Regions from separate parts of the Zea mays genome. Here region 2 is linked to region 1. A link is a contact called in public Hi-C data. All regions are on one chromosome and are shown on one strand. Each heading gives the region's core, a stretch centred on a gene start, on an enhancer-like site or on the middle of the called end of the contact. The rest is flanking DNA. Distances are from core to core; before and after follow the strand shown.

Region 1 (5,271 bases), core at 162-2,661:
TTTTGGCATGAAAAGCTAGCTGATGACGAGGCTATGCTAGAACAGGATGCTTGATCGAATTCATTCATGGCTGCAAGACTAGGAACTAGGAGTCTAGGACCAGGACCAGGACCAGGACCAGGGCCAGCTTGGTACTGTGATGATGAGTGTCCTTGTACAGATCCGTCTTGAAGCTAAGTGCACTTGCATTTATTAATTATGATGAATTGTTTGTTGTCAACGTGCGCGTATAATAAATGTGTATTACCTCTATTTTCGAATATTCGTCGTCCGCTAGTTCATTTACGATAAATAAAAAAGATCGGAGAAAGTATGTTCCAACTTCCAATAGAAACTAATGACCACCAAATTAAACGCTACTTCTCGAATCTTACGCACTTCATCCCAAAATAGTTAATGTTTTAGTTTTAAACACAGAATTTGGGAGAAACAAAAAAAAATATGATGCAAAGAGAGAGATGTATTACGAAGTGAGAATGATAACCATTTTAAAACAAAATGGAGTGTATAGCATTTGTGAGTTGTGACATACTAAGTGATTAACTAGGGTCCATCCATCAAAGCAACATATATAGAGTTCTCAATTACAAACATTCCCTATTTAAAGATTCATTTTAAACCAATATTGACTGTTCTAATCGTATTGAGAGTATTCGTATTTGTTAATGTGGCCGATCGGAGGTCTGTTGTTGGTTAAAGTTCCATGGATACAATGCTGGCCACGTACGAAAATATAACAGAGGATACCACAATACCTTTCGGGGCTTCATCCATTTCTTGAGATTCTTGAGAGCAAATTTGCACGAAGAAATGACCAACGATATCTAGACGCAAATTTGCAATTAAAGTGTCATCATAAACAGCTTAATTATTATTTTTCAGTCCATACTAATGTAACTGCATATGTACTAGCACAAACAAACAGAACACACTAATAATTAATATATCACGATATCATAAGCGTACCTCGTGTACGTAGCACTCGGTAAGGGGTTTCGCGAGGTCCGCGTGCAGGGCGGCGCAGATGTCGTCCTCCCTCTCGGTGGCCATGCGCAGAAGGCCGCGCAGCTGCGCCTCCCGCCACGCCGCCGGCCGCGTCCTCCCCGACGCGAAGCTCCTCCGCAGCCGCTCCCTCTCCTCCACCGCCGTCGCCGCCGCCGCCGCCGCCGCCTCCGCGTCCATGCCGAGCGACGCCCGCCGCGCCGCTAGCTAGCTCGCTCCGTCGTCCCCTCCCTCGATCGTTTCTTGTTTTCCCTTCTCACTTCGCAGCGGCGCGGGCGGAGGGTTGTTCCACTTCCACCATGAGACAAGGGGGAGGCGGTTAGGGGAGCGCGGAGGCGACGGGAGTTGCCGTACGCGCAACCTCCCAATAAGTTACGTACGCGCTCGTCTACACTGCACACACATGTGTTGTAGAGGGGGGCGAGGGTATATGCGACGATATATATCCGCGCACGGTACTTTTGGTCTGGGCTAAGATGGGGCCTGGTTCCCGGTTTTACTTGTTTTGTAGGCCCATGTTGGATGAATGTGCATTCGAAGATTTATATTTTATCCCGTTATTTCTGCCGACAACAAAGCATGAGTCCAGCTTTGCAACGAAGGAAAAATGAAGGCGTTTTGAAGGATTGAAATCCTATAGAAAACTTTCTTATATAACTCAATCCTATATAAAACTTTAGTATATGGCTCTTTGAAACAAATGATTGAGTTCTTATAATTCCTATATAATTCCTATGAAATGGTTTGTTGTAGCGAGATTTTAAATGATTTTTTCTAGTATGAGATCTAACCTCTTGAAAAATATCTTGTCTATCTCTCTCATGTTCATGTGTTCTTCCTATTGCATCCAAACGCTCTATTAAAAGTTTTAATGTATTTTAACTTTTTTTGTATGATTACAAGTGTCATGCAATTTTATTCTTACTTTTTCCTATTCTTACGTTTTAATCAATCCTACGTCTCAAAAAAGGTCTGAAACGAGTGATTATGTATTTCAGAGCCGTGTTATTTTTTTCTTGCGAATATAAGGTATGTTACGCTATCTCATTTAGTCATCTCAAATTTCAAACTCCACACTATATATGACTAATGTACATATCAGTCTACTATACAAAATACATGACCATATGTACGATCTGCTAGCCACCACCTTAATTAATACTCGTTTATCGCCCACTAGTTCATTTTGGAACTAAATCACGATAAATAACAATAAAAAAGAACGGATAGAGTAGTATATATATATATGATTAGTTGGTGTATAATGTATATTAATTTTAACCAGCGATTAGTCGAATCGTACGCGTAGGTTTTTTGTTCACGGGTTGTTTAGTCAAATCCGAAACTAAACGTCGTTCAAGAGATCCTGTTCAATATAGGTGACTGATCAAGTTTTTAGTGAGAGCACGATGCGACTGTTTGATTGACACTAGCTTGTTCACGAGATCGACATTTCGCGGGAATCTGTTCGTCTTCCTTCTGGTGGGCGACACTACTGTTTGTCTTCCTCGTCTTCTTGAGTGGTTGTTGTTCCTACCATACGACTTGTTTTCAGCGACCGTTCGCGGGACTGCACTGCGAACATCATCCTGCATCAAATTTCGATCGACTACATCGAACATACATACGAGATGTCTCGTATAAATGAAGTCACTAGTGCCTTAAACATTGATCACTCCGCAGGGTACTCACTGTTTTCTTATTTTTTGTGCATGTTATTTTATTGTTTACTGCTACAGTGATCACTGTTTTCTTATTTTTGTGCATGTTATTTTATTGTTTACTGCTACAGTGATTAGTTATGCACACATCTGTCATCACGTTTATCACGCGTGCTATATTTCTAGATTAAATTGAATCTGAAAATGTCTAAATTCCTGACGTTATCCACACAACGACCCTGAAGAACAAGACAATCTGCTGCCTGCGTATCACACTCACACATAGTCGCGAGACACCTGGAACCGAGTATATATCACATCAACAGAAAGAAAACCAAGTAAAGAATGTACACAGAAAAGGTCCGAAAAGATTGTACTCGTAACAGGGTGATCATCGTTATATTTCATATGAACATTATGATGTTTACATGGGCTAGTTTCTCTCCTTTCCTAAAGAACACACACCAGCCTCCGTGACCATCCTTCTGCTGTTTCTGTCATTCTAGCGGCCTCCCCCTTGGGCCTTGGCAAATCGCTCTTTGTTTGAACGGTAATAGGCTGGGCAATCTTCGTTGGGAAGACCAATGATCCCCGGGAGGAATTGAGGCCAACAGTAACCTTCCTCAAACCCATGAACCGTATTTATGTCGCTGTTCGGAGAAATAGAAATTGGAATTAAGTGGGGTTGGGGGTGTATGTACACACTGTACAGGGGATGTGTGTGAAATGATCACAGAAGGGCGGAGGAGGAGGAGGATCCGAACTTGGGGGCTCTGTCACAGGGTGCACGAATCCATCCAATTTTCCCTTTCTCATTGTCATATATCACCATGTGATCCTGCATCGTAATGTCTGCAAGAGAGAGAGAGAAAAATTAAAAGAAATGGCATCAACTGGTGTGCGAGTCATGAACAATCTTCTTATAAAATAAAATGGGGTTAATTGGTTTTGTCTGAACTTTCCTACCTCCAATAATGCTCAGGTCCTTGAGACCGATTTCGGATCCGTTGAGGATGCCCAGACAGGCATTCCCGTTTTCCTGGCACAAACAGAGGAACCAGGTTTTAGCCACCAACAGCTTACCGCCGCTGATAAAATAATCCGTCGGGATATGCAATGTTTACTGTGACAATGAGGTAGTTCTCAGGAGGGATCTCCATGAGCGTCTTCTTGCCACTGGCGAAGTTGAGCACCAAAGACTTGAACTCCTTCCTCACATCAAGCACAGACTTGAATGGTTCCTGCCCTTTCCAGCAGAGAGGCAGCGAAGTGTCGGGTTCCTCTTCCAGCGTCCTGCTCAGGCCATCCTTAAGCTGCAAGAAACAAAAACCTCATCCATTACCCGGTTACCCCCCATGTTTACTCACGATTCATTTGCGTTACAGGAGAAGAAGGTTTTAAACCTACAGCGGTGACAAGTGCTTGGTATGGCTTTGCAGCGAAGTAGGTGAACGAGCTTCCACTGTCGAAGACCACTTTCGCCAGTCTCACGCCCAGTGACCGGTCGCCGAAGTACAGGCTTGCAGAGCCAGGGGAGTAGTAGTTCCTGGAAACGCAAGGCAAGCTCATGTCAGTCAGAAGCATCCTTTGCGAGTGATGGAGATGCATGCATGCTCACCGGAACGCGCTGCGAGCCATGGGAGTCCATGTCGCGCGTTGGTAAGGCACGAGATCGTCACCGAAGAAGAGGAACCCGCCGCCCCTCAGGCTGAGGCAGTGGCCGACCACGTTCTTGGTGACGCCACGCTGTTTGAGCTGCGAGAGCAAGCTGACTGAGCCGGTCCCGAGCCCCAGCACGCCGTCGGTAGGCGAACTCAGGTCGCCGCTGCGGACCTGCTGGTCGTAACCACACCTGCACAAAAACAAAAAAACAAAAACAAAAACAGTTGAAGAATCTAATAGCTAGCTTTGCAAATGCTGTAGAGAGCTTATTAACCGCACAGCACAGGGTAAGTAGTAGTGTACCGACCCGAAGGCGACGCTGGGGCGAGCGACAGAGCCGTTGGTGAGGCGGAGCGCGAAGCTGTCGTTGATGAGCACGCCGGTGGACGACCCCTGGTCTGCGTACTTGATCACGTAGTCGCATTGCTCGTGCGGCGAGTCGCATCTGTGCTTCCCGGTCAGCCCGTTGTGCAGGGAAGCGCACAGCCGGTGCACGCATGGCACCAGCTTGCTCTTTGTTGGCCGGTACAGCGGGTGCGGCACCTGCGCACCGACAACAAGAAGAAGCGATGGGAGGACAGCTAGAAGCAATGGAACGCATGGGCCGGCATGGCGAAAGAAGGCGGGGCGGGGGTACCTCGTTGCAGCTCCTGCAGGGCGCGTCGCACTGCAGCCAGGTGAGGTCGCTGCCGGAGTCCACGTCCAGGAAGTATGGCTTGGGTGGGTTGCCGATGTTCATAGCCACGTAGTACAACCTGTAAAAGAAACCGTGATTTTTTTTTTGGGTCACCCTCTCTCTCTCTCTCTCTCTCTCTCTCTCTCTCTCTGTCTCTCTCAACAAGTTGATAAAAAAACCATCCTCTATCTCATCTCACTCTCCAAAAGAAGGTGAGATGACCCCATCATCACATCACTGCTAGTAGTAAACAATTCTTCTGATGAATAA
Region 2 (4,725 bases), core at 1,116-3,615, 190 kb before region 1:
AGAAAACCCTTATTATTCATGGAATAGCAAGGGGTTCCTCCCCTAGAGATCCTTCCAAATATCTGGTCACCAAACCTGTCTTTATAAGTACTATTTTACCCAGTGCAGCCGTGCACCGGCCATGTGAACCTTTTGCTGAAGAAGAAATGAGCGCGGGACGATTCGGTACGCCGGTAAAGAACAAGTGGACCTTGTGTCGGTTAAACCTATATAGTCACTCAAAACATAAAACATTATTTTTTACTGTAAATTTGCACTATTTGTAAAGTAAGATTTGAATATATGTATAATGATGGTATGCTAACTCCACTCTCTAAACAGTATAATTTATAATATAAAATAATGTTTTTTGATCATATGGGTGAACTGCTGACTACGTTGTTTGCTCACGTAGTGTTTTAGGAGACCATATGAGTGTGTAAGGAAAATGGACCCGACACATTTGGCTAAGTGATTTTGATATTTGATGATCAACATAACCTTATGAACTAATATTTTCCAAGTGTTTGTGTGTTATAGTTCATATGATGCGAATTGGATTGGACTGAGGCTCTGAGGATGCCACACCTCAAAGAAGACATTATAAGACCTATAGAAGACATTACAAAGTCATATTGAAAATATTTTATTCATGCTAAAAGTCTAACACATCAAGAAGTAGAAGTGGAATGCAGAGCCACAAAACAAAAATGAAGTTGATAAAGTTGAGAGGAATGACTGACTGAATTGGAAGTGTTTCACAATATTAAATCTACTCGAATTGACATGACTTCAACTCTCAGATGTAGAGAATTTTATAAGCTTTCCAAAAGTCTAAGATCATTAAAAATTAAAATCGGAGTTCGGAGCTAAAAGTTATGCTACAATACAAAGTTGGAATTGCTGAAAAAACTGCAGCAGGATAGGAGTTGGTTCACCGGACTGACCGGTGTGCCAAATTTGCTCAAAATGGTATGGCTTCAACTCTCGGATGTAGAGAATTTATAAGCTTTCCAAAAAGTACAATATCAACAAAATCCGAAATCGAAACTAAAAGTTATGACAAAAATACGACAAACAAGCATGTGCTGTCCGGTGCACACCAGATTGTTCGTCTGCGTCATATGTACGGTGCATCATATTCGGAAGCTCTAATGGCTATCTTTAACGGCTAGTACACGTGGTATGTCCGGTGCACCACTGGACAATCCTGTGCGGCGCAGAAAGCTGTAGAACTGCTTTACAACGACTATATCTGAGTTGGGACCTATATATACTTTATCCAACCAGGCATTTGGAGGTGTGGGAGCTCAAGCAACATACCAAGACATATTTTAAACACTTTCCAAGTGCTCATACACCCAAATGTTTAATAGAATCACTCGGTAATTAGCGTATGTGTTTTTTGTGAAGTGCTTAGGTTAGTTCGACCGCTTATGCGCTTGGTATAGGTGAATCCTAGTTAGTTGAGTGAGTTTAGAAAAACCACACAACCCCTCTGCTCTAGCGCGATTCGTTGTAATTGTACAAGTGGGGCGAGAGTCTTGCGATATCGTGACAACTGAGTTGTGTCACGGCTGCCACCGTGTACCGGAGAGAACGAGGCACGCGACGTTTCGCCCGGAAATGGACCACCACTTACGCGTGAAGAAGACTCGTGGCTCTCTACGGAGTTACTCGACCGATGTGCTTGACCTCGCGTGAGCTCTCCTTTACGTAGGGCACCAACGAGGATTAGTCGGAACCTTGTGGTTCCGGATAACTCAGTAAAAATACCGGCGTTATCCACGAGAGTTTACATCTCTACCTTACTCTTTACTTTCCGCATTTAATTAAGTACTTAAGTTTCAATATCTCTTTTATAGTTAGAATATTTAGGATTGAAACTTAGGTTTTGCAGTAGAGATAGCAACACGTAGACTAAACCTAGTTTACACATTATAGATTGTTTATTTGCATAGGTTTGGCTTTAGAGATTTAATTGTGATCTAATTTAGAGATAATTTTTAGAAGTCCTAATTCACTCTCTCTTAGTTGTCACTAGTGTTTTGTACTATAGACTATATATTTATATAGTAGAGTTTAAAATACAAGATGCGATAAGAGATACAATGGTTTGCTGGAGACAGATGATTTAGAACACTGGTGAGATATAGATTTTCTATCTTTGATGTTAGGTGAGTCTGACGGAACGACGCCAGTCGCCAGGAAGGTCTGTTCAAAAGAAAACAAAGATGAAAAAAATGCAAAAGCAAAATGTAGGGAAGCGCCGAGAAATGAGAATCTCGTTCGCCAGCAGAAGCAGTCAAGCTGAAAGAGAGGGAGGAAAAAAAAGAGATAACGCACGGCCGCCCGCAGTGCTTGAAACCAGCCCGCTCCTCCATTCCAACGTCTCCACCCACTGCTCCCAATGGCGACGCCGTTCCCGCTGGAGGCCGACGAGGGGGAGGCGCGGGAGCTCCTCTACGAGGCGTACAACGAGCTGCACGCGCTGGCGTCCGAGCTGGGCGGCGCGGCGGCGGCGCCGGCGGTCGTGGTCGTCGGCCACCAGACGGACGGCAAGAGCGCGCTGGTCGAGGCGCTCATGGGGTTCCAGTTCAACCACGTCGGCGGTGGCACCAAGACGCGGCGCCCCGTCGCGCTCCACCTCCGCTTCAACCCGCGCTGCGACGAGCCCCAGTGCCGCCTCCTCTCTGCAACCGGCGATGCCGAAGAGCATGACGAAGCCGGGGTTGCCGCCCGCCCCATGCCGCTCGCCGACATCCAGGTGCGTACCCTCCGTGACGGCGTGCGCCAAGTGTTTTACGGAAATGTCACTGCCGTGTCGTGTGCTCCGTCTGCTCTTACATGTATATTTGCGAAGTGCAATGCACCCCTTGTGTTTGTATAATTGCCTGTGTCCTGTGCCGGAGAGAATAAGTGGGGTGCTGCAGATGAGATTAGCCATTACGAATATAATCCGATGAAGAGCATTTTAAGGGATGCTATTTGTAATGCACCTTGTATGTTTATGTGATTGTTGTTGTTGTTTGTATTTCTATAGGATGTTGGAGAAGCTATTTGTATTTGGTAGCTAACTCGATCTATCTATGTTGAAAGTTCAACCAGCGTCCAGTAGCTAACTTCGTGTTCTGTGTAGATTACACTGTTTATGAACTTTTAGGTTAGTTTGCTAGACAAAGGAGAGGCATATAGGACAATTGCTACCAAGAACCATCTTGATATATGAAACCATTAGGCTGTTCATAATGTCGAATATGCAGCTTTTGCATTATATCACTTGATTAACTAGGAAACTGTTTCCCCATTTTGTTATGTTGTCAAATTTCAATGAGGAGAAGGTTGGAGCACTGTTGCATTAACTTAACCAAACTTTTGTTGCACAAGGACATTATTTTGTAAACCCTGCTCAACTACTTTCAGGCATATATTGAAGCTGAAAACTTGAGGTTGGAGAATGACCCTTGCCAATTTTCAGAGAAGGAAATCATAATTAAGGTAGAATACAAGCATTCCCCCAATCTCACCATTATTGACACTCCAGGCCTCATCCTTCCAGCTCCTGGCCGTAAAAACAGAGTTTTGCAGGTACTTTGTTTGTTTTCCTCTATCTGTTTACATCAGCCATTTTTTTTACCTTTTTAGGTGCATTTGATTCCGCACTGAAACTGCTCCAACCTTGGCAATCTTGTGACATTCAGAGCCAGGCTTCTGCTGTTGAGAGCCTTGTTCGTGCTAAAATCCAGCATAAAGAGACCATTATACTGTGCCTTGAAGATTGTAGTGATTGGAGTAATGCAACTACACGGAGAGTAGTGATGCAGGTTGGATTTTTAAGTAATCTTTTTTTTAATATATGCCTAATTCCTCTAAGACTAACATTTGCATGATTTTCCACCAGTTATAATCATAACCTATTGGGTTTCCATACAAAATCGAATGACAAAATTACTTTATGGACTTCTAGGCCTTCAACCAGATCTTGTTCTAGCACAACCCTTCTGTAACTGATAAAACGTTTCCACTAAACAAGTTTTTTTTTTCCATTTTGGTACCGCAGGTCGATCCTGATCTTGCAAGGACTGTTCTAGTCTCCACAAAACTGGACACAAAAATACCACAATTTGCCCGTCCCTCTGATGTTGAAGTGTTTCTTCACCCACCAAATTGTGTGCTAGATGTTTCCTTATTGGGAGATTCTCCCTTTTTCACATCAGTACCTTCTGGTAGAGTTGGCTCTTGCCATGAAGCTGTGTTCAGGTCAAATGGAGAGTTTAAGAAGGTATAGCTAGTACCGACTGAATTCTTTAGAGCTTTGTGGTTCCTCCTGTGAAGTGTCGAATTGTACACTGCATAAACATGCTTGCACTCTAGCATTAAGCAGACTCTTGAATTTTTTCCTTCTGTTCTGTGCCAATAAAGCAACTGGCCATCTGATTTCATTATGTACTTGTCAGAGCAGTTTGGTTAAACTCAAGAGCGAATGTGTAACTCAGTATGATGTACAATCCCTTACAAAAATGATTACAACTAACTGAAAACCTGTAGTTTTTAAGAGCTTTTAGGGACACAGGTTTACACATTAAAGTCACATGCCCCCTCATTTCATTTTGTAAGGTTTACTCACAAGTCACAACATAAGATTCAAACTTGATAATATTTTATTAGCACTTAATATTATATTTTGTAGGTTATGCCATACAAATATTTGAGAACACTTCCATAATGTCAAATTAATATTCATGA

Evidence for each region. A called contact is a pair of places that touch in the nucleus more often than the background predicts.
Region 2: a contact with region 1 is called in a Hi-C map of ear, with 2.2 times the contacts expected there. The contact joins the promoter of LOC100383294 here to the promoter of LOC100285809 in region 1. A contact is called at or near these places in 3 of 25 Hi-C or Micro-C datasets (ear, endosperm and tassel).

The regions. Positions count from the first base shown.
Region 1 is chr10:10,481,087-10,486,357 of Zm-B73-REFERENCE-NAM-5.0, reverse strand. It overlaps LOC100285809 (aldehyde dehydrogenase, dimeric NADP-preferring), which reads right to left and starts at 1,411. Exons shown (of 10, transcript NM_001158699.2): 1 at 967-1,411; 2 at 756-824. The coding sequence starts at 1,182. LOC100193320 reads right to left here. Exons shown (of 8, transcript NM_001158644.2): 2 at 4,963-5,080; 3 at 4,633-4,868; 4 at 4,282-4,515; 5 at 4,071-4,209; 6 at 3,788-3,976; 7 at 3,630-3,702; 8 at 3,037-3,515. The coding sequence ends at 3,394.
Region 2 is chr10:10,668,970-10,673,694 of Zm-B73-REFERENCE-NAM-5.0, reverse strand. LOC100383294 reads left to right here and starts at 2,365. Exons shown (of 17, transcript NM_001175954.1): 1 at 2,365-2,746; 2 at 3,403-3,567; 3 at 3,681-3,803; 4 at 4,040-4,261. The coding sequence starts at 2,390.